3 separate regions of the Zea mays genome follow, and all the other regions are linked to region 1. Evidence: chromatin contacts called from public Hi-C data. All regions are on one chromosome and are shown on one strand. Each heading gives the region's core, a stretch centred on a gene start, on an enhancer-like site or on the middle of the called end of the contact. The rest is flanking DNA. Distances are from core to core; before and after follow the strand shown.

Region 1 (4,228 bases), core at 1,140-3,639:
CGAGTTATACTCATACACAAATTATTCAAGGTTAACTTAACTTACTGTTGTCTGGTTACAAAGGTCAATACATATTAACATGGCTTACCAGTATGTTACCATTCAAGACAAGTGCATGTCATTTGATTTAACTTTATAACATGTCTTTCAATTTTCTTGCTATGGTCTCAAAACTTTACACTGCAATCAGCAAATGGTACAATTTTCAAGTCCCCGAAACCTCAGTATTTGCTCTAAACTGAAGTATAATATTTGGAAGTATCATTCTTTTAGGTAGTCTATATAATATTTCATTTTTTTCCATAATTGCATGATCATTTCTTTAATCCTATCAAGAAGCTTAACAATATGTAAGCCTTTAATGTCTCATCTCCGATTATTGAAGATCTTTTTCTGTATTCAATATTGACCTCTAATGATATTGAACCTTAGCAAGAGGTCTTCAATAACAAGATATAAGATATTCAAGACTTACGTGTTGCTGAGATTGCTGATAAGATTATAGAATTGAACATGCAATTATAGAACAAGAGAATAAATATTTGATACAGACTACCTGAAGGACGGACACTTTGAACTATTATTCTTAAGATCAAAGAAAATAATAGAGATTTGGGACACTTAAAATTGTACCATATGCTAATTGGAGTGCAAAAATTTAGGATCGCATGTGCTGCCATCATTTGCACCAATTATTTTAGGCAGGTTCTTATATTGATGCTATGCCTGGGTATTTTAAAATGCAGTACAAGCCGGAATCATGCAGCATTCAAGCTCACAAAGGTGACAAGGTTAAAGTTCACTACCGTGTAAGTCTACTGCTATGCCTTCTCATCTGTCCCCTTATGTTGCCAAATGTATCATTATTGACAGATGTCCTCCATTGAACTAACTGAATGCTTTTTTACAGTAACTGTCGCACCTATATTGTTTCTCTTAGCTCATTCAGTTCTGGTCTGTATCTGTATGCCATAGGCTTTGTCACCGCCGCCACTAGATTTATTGCCAATTCCAGTTAACAATAAAACATTGTAACTTTTGTTGGATTCTGGAAAGTGGGGCATTTACAATAGTGCATTGTAATATTTTGAAAAATGGTATTATTATCGGTTTTAAAACTTTGAGCAGAACTGTTAATTCAACCACCCTACATTGGTTCAAGAAATTGTGATACTAGACAATACTTGGTGATCACAATAACTATCTTCTGAGTTATGTTCACTTGCTGTGATTTTTTTACAGGGAAAACTTACTGATGGAACGGTTTTTGATTCAAGCTATGAAAGAGGTGACCCGATTGAATTTGAATTGGGCACTGGACAAGTGATCAAAGGTGATTAATTGGCATGTCTACTCTTTGTGTTGGTTGTGTTATGTTTCTCTGTCTGAATTCCTTTATCTACTCTATAGGATGGGATCAGGGTCTCCTGGGAATGTGCGTTGGTGAAAAGCGGAAGTTGAAGATCCCATCAAAGCTTGGCTATGGGCCTCAAGGCTCGCCACCTACTATTCCTGGTATGTTTTTTATATATATTTTCTGCTCTTTGTCTTTTGAGCATACAGTTGCGATAGTCACATTTGGATTATTCAAAACACTCTGTGAGGGTAATCATCACATCGTTTGTGCACGGCAAGAGCACGTAGTGGTTTATCTCCATTATCCTGCTAGCACTGCCACCTGAATGGATTCCTGCAATGCCTAGCACTGCCACCTGAATGGATTCCTGCCTAGGTGAACTTCTGCAGGTCATTGATGTGAGCCATTTTATCTTTCTTCTTGCAGGTGGAGCAACCCTCATATTTGACACGGAGCTTGTCGCTGTCAATGGAGAACCAACCAACCAATCTGACGAGCTTTAGATTCATCAAACAAATGAATCCATTCACCTTTTTACTCGGAACTCAGCAGATGTAATACTTTCCAAGAAATGAGCCTTCATTCCCTGCCACTTTCATAGTTTCTTTCGCTGTTCCACACTGACATCTATGATTTTTGGAGCAAACTCTGATCTGTTTTGACTAGTTTACACGTTTGTGTGTGGAATCTGAAGAGCTGTTCTGAAATGTTACTTTCCTTTTTTAACCATTAGGGCCTTGGTTCAGGCTTCATTTGCATAAATGGGATCCATAAATGATTCGGTTATTTTTTCACTTGATCATCCCAGTGTCGGTAAATAAAAAAGGTTCCGAAAGTTTTCTATGAAATCAGATTTCACAATCCTACACTGTTAACGAACCATCCTAAAATATAAAAATGAACCATCCTAAAATATAAAAACGAAGTTTAGCGACAAGAACTGGACTTCTGGGCTGGATTGGATTAGTAAGAGGCCTATTGGTCTATACACGCTTTGTTGTCTTTCACTGTGTTTAAGGTGGATAGAGCCCATAAACGACCACGCGCCCACGGTGAACTGCTTGTCTAGGGTTCAGGGATAAAAGACCCGCTCCTGTCCCGCAGGCAACTGAGCGCCGGCCCGCCCGCCCGCCCACCAGCCGCCGCCGCACCGCCACCGCGCGACCTCCCTTCTTCGCCGCAAACCGCTCTGGGCGCTTGAAGGTACGGCCACCTCTCACCGCACTCTCCATCCCCACCGCACTCTCCATCCCCACCGCTACCACTGTTTGGTTGGTTGGTGTGGTACACATCCAGAACTGAAATTCCCCCCTTCGCCACCACTGTGTATCCGCAGATGGCGGTGCCGCTGTTGACTCAGAAGATCGTGAAGAAGCGGGTCAAGCAGTTCAAGAGGCCCCACCTCGACCGCTACAAGTGCCTCAAGGTACCACACGATCCCTTGAAGCTCTCATTCTGCGTGCTAAAGAAACATTTGCGCTCATCGTTGGTCCATCTGCCGGCTGCTAGTTAACCTTGTTTTAGGTCCACCTGAACAACTGTCACATGTGCACCAATTTGAATAACTTGGATCCGTTTCAGTTTGGAAGATGCTAGTGACAGCTTGCTGGCTTGCGTTCGATTTAGAATCTTGCTCCAACCGCCCGAAGTGTAAGCTTAGCTTCTGAAGTGCTGGATTAGTATAAAAGCTTTCCTCATTTTAGGATGCGTCCTTTGGTTGATGCAACAGTTTGTGGCCAAGCAATTGTTAAAACTTGAAAGTGACCAAATCCCTCGTTTGTGGAAGTTGATAGTTTTCACCGCTATAATTCCACTTATTATGTAGCTGTGATAAATCAAAAACAATACTGTGCAGTGTAGCAAATGCTCATTACTTCTGACCCAGTTTGCTACTGGGTGAATCAGAAATGCGTCATGCACAATACTGTACCAGTGTAGCTAATTGCCGTTACTTCTGGTCATGTTTGTAACTGGGTGAATTTGAAATGTGTCATATCCTGCCTAAACCTGCTAGAGTTTTTTTTCTGTGGAGGGCCATGAATGAGTCTTGAATATGACTTGTAGGTCCAGCAATAAGTAGACATCCTATAAAAAGATGTGTGCAACTTTCTAATTCGTTGGGTCCCTATATTTATGTCATCTAGCATAAACATTCCTATTAATTTTAAGCTAATTTTACCAATGCTGTTTTCTGCAGCCAAGCTGGCGCAGGCCCAAGGGTATCGACTCCCGTGTCAGGCGGAAGTTCAAGGGATGCACCTTGATGCCTAACATTGGATATGGCTCTGACAAGAAGACCAGGCACTACCTCCCCAACAAGTTTAAGAAGTTTGTCGTGCACAATGTTTCTGAGCTGGAGTTGCTTATGATGCACAACAGGTATGCATTTTTTTGTGGGGGGGGGGGTGGGGGGGGGGGTGGGGGTTCTTCAGTAAACTTGCCTATTTCAGGAGCGCCCCCTTTTGTATCAAAACCATCAATTGTTTACTAATATTTGTATTCCTTCGCAACAGGACATACTGCGCTGAAATCGCACACAACGTGTCCACTAAGAAGCGCAAGGAAATCGTGGAGCGAGCTGCTCAGCTTGACATTGTGGTCACCAATAAGCTTGCCCGTCTCCGCAGCCAGGAAGATGAGTAAACTGTTTCTAGCAGTAGTTTTGGAATGGTGCGGCTTTAGAGGACTTGCTGTGTATGATGATTCAGTTATCATTTCTTTTTGCTTCATGATTCTGAGTACTGTGAACCCACTTGCTATCAGTAGCAACTTAACTGTGGCACTGTTATTATCTTTTACCATCTCAAATACAGCAGTTTTGATATAAAAAAAATGTCTGCATTGGTTAATGTTAATCTGTGTTTTTGTTGG
Region 2 (4,360 bases), core at 480-2,979, 380 kb before region 1:
CTGCACTGGGTTTTTAGATTAGGAACAATCTTTAATAATAAAGATGCTCCTCATTAAGTCAGAAAGAAAATTTAAGTATGACCACAGCAAAACAAATCTTGTTGCGAAATCTGAAGATTCTCTTCATGACATCTCTGAAGCGTTCTTCAACCTGGAACTGCAAATAATTGCTCCAAAGAAGCATACAAAAAAGAAGTGACAAAACAAGTGAACATAGATCCAACCAGTAAGTTGTGTCCCCAGTAGCCAAGCAAATAGAATTGTGAATCTACTGTATAAGATTAAAAGGGCCCCACCCAAAACCCACCTCCCTCGCCTCTTTAGATCGGTGGATAAAAGCTCCTCATTTCCCATTCACGATTCTACAGCACATCCCTTTCACGCTATGCAAATTTGGGGTTTAGATATAACCGATTCCTCATATCCCATCCACAGTCATCATTTTCCACTCGCCAAACACCAACTAAATATCTCTGTGTGCTGATTTTCAGTTAATAAACCAACAACCTATATGATGTGATCTCTAATTCTTTTACCATCTATATAAGTTACAAGATGTAGAAGGAAACATGCGAAGTGCAAAATATAGTAAGTAATCAAGATAGCAAACACGTTCCTTTTAGCATCACAAAAGAAGCAAATAAATCAGGTTATGCAAACAAGGCCTAACCTTTGCCTAACTTTAACCTGCTGTGCTAGCCTCCAGATATCTGAAATCATCAAATGCTTGTATTGATAAGGCATTCAAAAATACACCAGGTGTCCTAATGCAAAATGGACATCAATAATGTGAAAATGTGAGATACTGTGATGGATGTAAATGTATGAAAATGAACTATGTGTTTGGTTTCCTTAAAAACATGGAGTCTAATTTAGCGATACACTAATACTATGAATTAAGACTGCACTGAATTAATAAAAGCAAGGATTGCAAAAAGGCACAATAACACAACCAAGGACTATGAACTTGTTTGTTTGAAATCAGTAGGGTGAAAACAAGAAAAACATCGTATTTTTCTTTCTTTCTCAACTGAAATGGCAGGCAGACGTTTGATCTTAGCGTCACATAAAAACCCATGATATAAAGGCACATAGCAGGATGCTCGTGGGTCTAACTACATATACACAAGTTACTTGTCACAGTCGTGGAAAACCAGCAATCGTTTGAACATCAGATCAGTCTGCATTTGATGCGTCTAATATCATAAAAGATTAGCAGTTCCAACATCTAACAGCTCAGAGTTTGGTATGATCTTTTTTAGTGCACAATACAGAAGCAGTGTAGAATCTAAAGCTGATTCACATCGGGAAATGATAATGCAAGGTGTCAGGAAAAGACTAGCGAGGATAGGAGCTCACGGAACGACATATGGATCTTGATGAGGCGGAACTCTTCCGGCGTGATGCCTCGCTCCCGGTCCGCCGCCGGCACCAGGTCCACGTCCTCGGGGTCCAGCAGCTGCTTGCTGCACATCCCAGCAACAGCAGCCAGGGGCGACACCGCCCTAATCAGCCGCTGAGCTTACCGCGGTCCGCGGAGCCACCAAATCGAGAGGCGCGAACGGGGAGGAGGGGGGCGACGAGGCCGGGGGAGGCTTACCAGTGCGACGACGTCCAGAAGTTGGCGGCCATCGTGGACCCGCGGTCCCGGTGAGCCCTGCGGAGACTCCCGCCGGGCGAATCGGTGGAGGAGGAATCGCCGGCGCCGGCGACTCTCAACAAGATTGAGTGGTAAAGCAGAAGCAGAACCATCAATTGGTCAGGACGACCCAGCCAGCATTATGGGCCGCCTCGGGGAATTCGAAGCCCGCATTGCGCTACTAGGCCTACCAAAAACGTTAGCTAGCTCCCCAAGTTTCGAGTCCTCTGAAAATCCAAAGGTTTCGCAGGGAAGTGGGCCTGGATCAGGCCCGGCGTATTCAGGACCTGTAATCAAGCTTATCTAGTACCACACCTCGGCTCCGTGCTCCCGCCCCCGTTTCCCGCCCACGTCTCCCTCGCCAGATTGCCGTCGTCGCCCCTCCGCCTCCGACCGCGCTCACGACCTGGTCTTCTCCCGTCCTGTCGAGACAACCCAGCCCGCAGAACCGTGCCCGTCCCCCTCCCGAGACTTCCGTCGCGCCTCCCCTCGGCTCAAGATTGTCATCACCCCCAGCCGGCGTCTGGCACCTGCCCCGCTCGCTATTTCTCGGGTCCGCATCCACGGAGACAGTCCCACTCGCGTAGTCGTGTGATTCCCGGATACGCATGCCCGTCGCAAATGCCCCCCTTCGCGCCCGCCGGCCCTCTCGCGATGTCGACCCTAGGGCATCCTCTCCCCCGCCGAGCAGCAGCGACGACGCCGTCTACGCCCATCGCGCGCATCGCCGCGAAGTCTCTCGTCCCGAAACTCCAGCCGAAGGAGAGCGAAGATGCGGAGGAGCTGCAACGGCTACCGCGTCCTACGAAGCAGGTGAGTGACGAACCGTATCTTGCTTCGTCCTATCCATGGATCCTGCATTGTGGTTGGGATGTTGATCTCGGCCTCTCGAGCAGGCGGGAGACAGAAATGTTTCGGCCTTATGTGCAATGCTTGGCTGTGGTGGCTCCCAGATTGAGTTGTGCCTGCGAGTGGTTGCATAGATCAGTTTTGTGTTTGGGTTGTGATGGTGGAGAATTAGAGTGGATACTCCTGATGCCTTCTGTTGTAACTTCATTTCAAATCAATTTTGAACTAACATTGTAGGGGTTCAATGCTTTCTTTTAATCATTTTGTGGCATGTCTGATGTTTTCACAGGTGTACTCATGATCCCTCTGTATCCTACGGGATCATGCCCTCACATCGATGAGTCCTTCAACTGCCACCTCAACGACCTGCCTGACAAAGCTTACGTGAGGCTCCAGTGGCAACCCAGCGGATGTAGAATCCCAAGGTGAGAAAAGTTTACTGCAACAACTACACGTTTTAGTTATTGGCGTGTGACAAAAGCAGTTCTACATTGCTGCTTTTTTTATAGTTCTGTTATTTGTGTTGCTTATGTTAGATTGAACCAAACTGGTATGTTGGAGAGGCTGAGAAGAGACTGGTTTTGTTCCTGATTCGCAAAAGGAGGGTTTGAGAAGTTGAATTACTTATCAAACCTATGGGATGCCTGTCTACATGTCTCGACAGCACCGTTAACCTTGCCTTCGAGATCTACCAACCAAAGCACACTTATGTCTCGCTGCACCACAGCATCATCGTCTAGAAATAACACCTTGTTAAGCTTTAGGAAGATCTCTTGGAGATAGAATCTTAGATGGTTGAGAATTGGCAGTTACTTGGGGTTCCAAAACTTGGGATTTACATCATGCCTAGCATGCCCAGTTCTGAAGTAGTAATCAATCATACACTGGGTTTCCAACTGCTTCAGAACTTGACTGTAGCTTGAATTTAACCATGTAAAGTCTTCAATGTTCTTAATCTAAATAGCAGCTTTACCCAATGGATTAGCCAGGAACCACATTTTCATTGCAACATTGAATTTAACCATGTAAAGTCTTCAATGTTCTTAATCTAAATAGCAGCTTTACCCAATGGATTAGCCAGGAACCACATTTTCATTGCAACATAGTTAAGCCTATTTGTCACAATGTGAATACATGGTTTTTTGGTTTATGCATTAAATATAGCATCGAAAGGTTAGTAGTAAAAAATGATTAAATCGATTAGAATATTCAACATAAAAGAAGGTGGCGTCTTCATTCACAATAATTAACTGAACACTTAATCGGCAACTTAATATCTTTCCGAGGCCAAGTGGTATACCTTAGCATAGACAAGGGTTGAGTTAACAACTGCAGTCGCCAATACATTATCTGAGAACAAGGCATAACGATAGAGTTTGTGGTCTTCCGGGTTCTCCACGTAGGGAAAGTCTTTACTCTTTGAGTTTGTGAAATAGTACTCATTTGTAAGCCACAGTGTAAGGCAATGGAGACCCTTGTGTAGAGATTTTTGCTGCCACTTGTGCTAGGTAGTTAGCTTGCATTTTGTTTGATTCGAGTTGCTGCTCTCATGAGTGAAGGACTGTTTTGAGCCTATTCACGCACGACACTAAAACAACTATCATGAATTTTCATGCACTTCACAAATATTTGCTCTATTGCTCTAATTTTGCTTTAGCGATACATTTTTACACAGATCCAGCAATGCAGAACTTGCTCCAATTGCTGGATTGAGTTGATTGCCATGTCAGATTTCTGCATTTGACTCCTCCAATTCCTTTAAACTGTTTTTCTGCATAAATTACTAGACAAAATAAAGCCCCTGCATTGCCTATCAAAATTTAGATTTACAAATTGAATACAAGAAACATTTAGCATGTGTGCTGTTCTATG
Region 3 (4,196 bases), core at 1,059-3,558, 450 kb before region 1:
TTTCTTAAAAACTCAAGGGTTGTTTGTATGGATCATTGATAGAAGTTGATGCTCTCTAGTTTGATATTTTGAGTAGCAGCAAGGTGTCCTTGAGTAGCAGCAAGGACACTTGTTTGATCAACATAGCACGGACCCTAGCAAGGACACTTGAGTAGCCGCTCTCTAAAATTCATGCGGCTCAATAAGCAGCAGCAAGGTGTTGTGATCATTCAGTTCTGTTGCGTTCAACTATTGTATATTTAGCTTAATCATGGAGCAATGGTGGTATCTATTCTATAGTTTATTTTGGAATGGATTTCTAAGTAGTCTACTAATGATTTGGGTTTTAATTTTGTCAGGAGGGAGGTCCTAGAGGTAGTAAGTCACTTGTTTACTCCATGATGACAATAGCAAGCAGATCGCGGTGGTGCCTATGGATGCTACAACAAGAAAGATCAAAAGTTCTTTTAGATGGATGGCTAGATATTTTGTTTTGTATTTTCTCCAAAAGAGAAATTTGCAAGTGAACTTAAAATTGTGAAACCAACATGTGGTTGTACTAGCTAGTATCTCTGAGCTTTCACAAGCCAAACTTAGTGTTGTTGCTACTTATTTTGATCTTTATTACAACAAAAGCAAACTTGTGAACTTTATGTATGAATGCAGTACAATTGTTATTGTCATGAATGAAAACATGAGCTATGTCAACATGAGCTATGTATGAATGCAGTACAATTGCTATGTATGAATGCAGTACAATTGTTATCTGATGTTGATGATAATTGGAAACTGCTAGTAATATATTTTTTTAGGCTCATATAGTCGTAGCGTTTGATTGTTAGTCGGTAAAAATACATATATCGCATCAGACAGTGTGTCGGTATAAGTTCTAACAGACTGTCTGTCGAGATAAATATGTTAGTCGGTATATCTTTTTAACGTCTAACCGTCCGTCGGTATAAACATGTCTGTCGCTATATGTTTATGCCGACGCCACTTACAGCGTCAGAAAGTGTTAGTCGGTATAACTCTATAGCGACTGATAGTACGTTGCTATAACGGTTTATACCGACTGTAAGTAAGTCGTTATAGCTAGGTTGTGGTATAGTGTATAAAAGGGTAAATAAATCATAGACGAATTATATTGTATTTACTTAATATATTGAATCATTGAATACAATAATACCTCTGCCTTGGCAAAGGTTGGTTCCCGAAAGATGCGATTACAATTACCAGAATCCGTGAACAGTAAAGGAATACTATTCACTATTTATAGGCACAGGACGCAGCCTGTGAGGAATTACAAGTATGCCCCTTATAAAAGTTTACAACATTGACTCAGACCTTTATGGACTAAAAGGTCATTCTATCTTTAAGTCGGTTTGTAATACCGAAGCTTCATGAAGAGGAACCTTCGGCCATCTTATGCAAACAGCTTCAGCCGAAGACCGCTTCTTCCTATAAGACCTTCGGCGACGAAGCATGGACCCAACAACTTGCCTCTACCATGATGCCATCCACCCCTCGTCACCCATCCCATGCTCGGTAACTCATCATGTTGCATATGCGCAGATCATGCCGCCGAGGCCGAGCCGAGGGACACATGGCGAGGCGGGATCGGCCGGCGGCGAGATCGAGTTGTGCTCTCAGGCACGACCGGTGCGGCAACCCCGGCCGGACAGACAGGTTTGTCCCTGCACCGCTTGTCTTTTGGGAACGGCGACAGCGCGCATGATTGCGACGGCCTGCTGCCGCAGCGACGAGACACCAGTTGAGAGGAGGCACCGAGAGGGCACACGAGGACAAGCGCGCATCGCTGGGAGGGATTGCCGTGTAGCTCACAAGATTACACGGCCGATCCGTGGAGTGTAGTGCCGGCCGTTGCGGTGTGCCCATTTGCGCGTAGTATTGGCTGGGAGAGAATATTTGTACGCGGGAAACGCCATTGTTCCAGGGCCAGCAGATCGATTCTGCAGCAGTCTAGGATCCCGTTCCCATACATGGTTCTCAGATTTAACAATGGCTCCGATCCACATCTGTCGAGTTGGCATGACCAAAACTGTGTCCCTAGGCAGATCGGTGGTTGAGCTGCATCGTCCACCTGCATGGGCTACAGCCTACAGAGGTCCCATGGGCCATGGTCCATCACTCACAGCGTTCTTCAGATGGAGGTCGCCTCTGTGTGCAGGAAAGAAAGCGACGTCCTCTGCAGATACAGTTCGATCCTTTCCTATCCACGCCGGACGCCGCCCCACACCATCCCCCTGGATCAGTGGATCATATGGTACTATTATACTAGTGTTTACGGTTGAAAAGTAGACAATTTTTAGAATCAGGGGCGGACCCACAGGGGGCAAAGTGGGCCATAGTCCCCCTGAAATTTTGACAGTATTTATATGTGTAATATAATTTACTATAAAATACAGAAAATGTAAAAGGCATAATAGACTAAAATCAACTTTATTGGGCCTTCTCTTTGTCAAGCCGAGGCCCAATAGCTATCTTCGGCTTGCTTCTTCCCATGTGCCTCTCTCTGTCAATTGTCAAGCCGCCGCCACTTCTTGCCTTCTTGGCTTCTTGTATGCATGTGCCCGTCCAGGTCCAGGCATCCAGGCTCAGCGTCTAGGGACCAGCCCCAGCCCTGGCGGCCGGCGTGGCGGCACACAGTGCCCGGCGCCTCCGTCCACTTCCCGGCCCGGCGCGACGTTGGCCCCGGCGCCTCGCTCATCCGCTTTCGTCTTCCGGTGCAGCACAGGCGAGTAGCGCTTGCGACGACCCGGCCCGTCGGTCTCCGCTCCCTTCCATCAAGGCAAGCAGTCAGGAAGGTAAGCAAACAAGCTATGCTAGATTTGCAATTTTGCATAACTGATAACTGACACCTTGAACTCTATGCGGCTATGCGGCAGTAGTTGTTTATAATGTAGTTGTTTATTAGTTGATTTTGTCATGTGGTTTTTGGCCCCCTGAATTCCGTCCGCCACTGTTTTAGATTAATAACAGAACACAGACAGCGACAATCTTTAAAACAAATATAAACATAGTTCGTACATAACTCAGATTAAATAACATGGATACAAAAAATAGTGTGAGTATAGCTCGTACACTAGTCACCTCAAACAACATGAACATAAATCGGTAGTTAGATTAAACGTGAACAGAGACACTGAATCATGAGGTGTGTATCTTTCGCAAGAACTAGATTTTTGGAGACCTCTCGAACAGCGCGTGTACGTAGACGCTGTGATGGAGAAACTATTGATAACGCAACAACCAAAAGAGAAAAATACTAATTCAATACTCACACGCTATATATTGCTAATTAATGTTGCGCCTTTCATCTTTACTCGTGGAATCCATTAGAAGACATAGATATTGGACCTTTGAGATTTATTAAAATTTCTACATGTGGTCTTAGGGAAACTAGACTATATAGATTGTAACAATTGCCACCATATCTCAGATTCTCAGTGTAAAATATTTTTCTTCTACTATTATTATAAAAGAAGGATAATAAATCAAGATACAAATAATATTGTTATTAATTAACTAAAATAGAAAATAGAAAATTTACTAACACATTGTGAGGGGGTGGGACTATAGGAACAGTAGATTAAACAAAAATAAAATATGCATAAAATATTTGAGAATATATAACTGTAATTGAGTTTCTGTAATATATAACTGTAATAAAATTTCTGTGTTTCAAACAGACATCTGACCGGGTCAGACGATACAGCCCATATACGTACGTCGAGTCCTCAAAGTTCGATTCTACGACCATCGCACCCATCTTGGCCCAAAGTACTTCCGCGCCGCGCTACGAACGAGGCCATCCGCCGCCACACGCCGTAGGCCATGCCGCTGAGGTCGGAGACCGGCACTGCTGGGGAGGGCGATGAGGAGCAGCGGTTGCGGGCTGCTCTGCGTCACCTGCAGGCGGAGGCGGGGGTGCTGGAGCGCCTGGTGTACAAGCACCGGAACCAGCACCGTGGCGCCGCCTATTTCCAATACCTCCTCAAGGTGAGGCCCGGTCGCTCCTCTACTGCTCTACATCTCCTGATGAAACCTCCCACCCCGCTAAGCGAGTGGCGAGTTTCTATGCGCGCAGGTGAGGAGGGACCTCAAGCTTCTGCTCGGCGCCGGCCTCGCGGAGGTCCTCAACGCCGTGTTCCCAGTTCTCGCATGCCGCAAGCCGGCCAACACGATCCTCGTCCCCA

Evidence for each region. Hi-C and Micro-C count contacts between places; a contact is called where the count stands out from the background.
Region 2: a contact with region 1 is called in a Hi-C map of tassel, with 2.4 times the contacts expected there. The contact joins the promoter of LOC100193909 here to the promoter of LOC100282508 in region 1. A contact is called at or near these places in 3 of 25 Hi-C or Micro-C datasets (ear, leaf and tassel).
Region 3: a Hi-C map of leaf shows a contact between it and region 1, with 10 times the contacts expected there. The contact joins the promoter of LOC103632978 here to the promoter of LOC100282508 in region 1. A contact is called at or near these places in 2 of 25 Hi-C or Micro-C datasets (ear and leaf).

Annotation. Positions count from the first base shown.
Region 1 is chr7:141,827,718-141,831,945 of Zm-B73-REFERENCE-NAM-5.0, reverse strand. LOC100282508 (60S ribosomal protein L32) reads left to right here and starts at 2,389. Exons shown (of 4, transcript NM_001155417.2): 1 at 2,389-2,560; 2 at 2,694-2,783; 3 at 3,555-3,736; 4 at 3,871-4,204. The coding sequence starts at 2,694. The coding sequence ends at 4,000. LOC100282031 reads left to right here. Exons shown (of 6, transcript NM_001154944.1): 3 at 747-809; 4 at 1,243-1,333; 5 at 1,411-1,515; 6 at 1,784-2,064. The coding sequence ends at 1,860.
Region 2 is chr7:142,209,429-142,213,788 of Zm-B73-REFERENCE-NAM-5.0, reverse strand. It overlaps LOC100193909, which reads right to left and starts at 1,729. Exons shown (of 7, transcript NM_001138981.1): 1 at 1,601-1,729; 2 at 671-1,466. The coding sequence starts at 744. LOC103632982 (protein trichome birefringence-like 4) reads left to right here and starts at 1,993. Exons shown (of 4, transcript XM_008654685.2): 1 at 1,993-2,452; 2 at 2,778-2,913. The coding sequence starts at 2,248.
Region 3 is chr7:142,274,916-142,279,111 of Zm-B73-REFERENCE-NAM-5.0, reverse strand. It overlaps LOC103632978, which reads left to right and starts at 2,308. Exons shown (of 9, transcript XM_020541162.2): 1 at 2,308-2,804; 2 at 3,690-3,999; 3 at 4,088-4,196. The coding sequence starts at 3,835.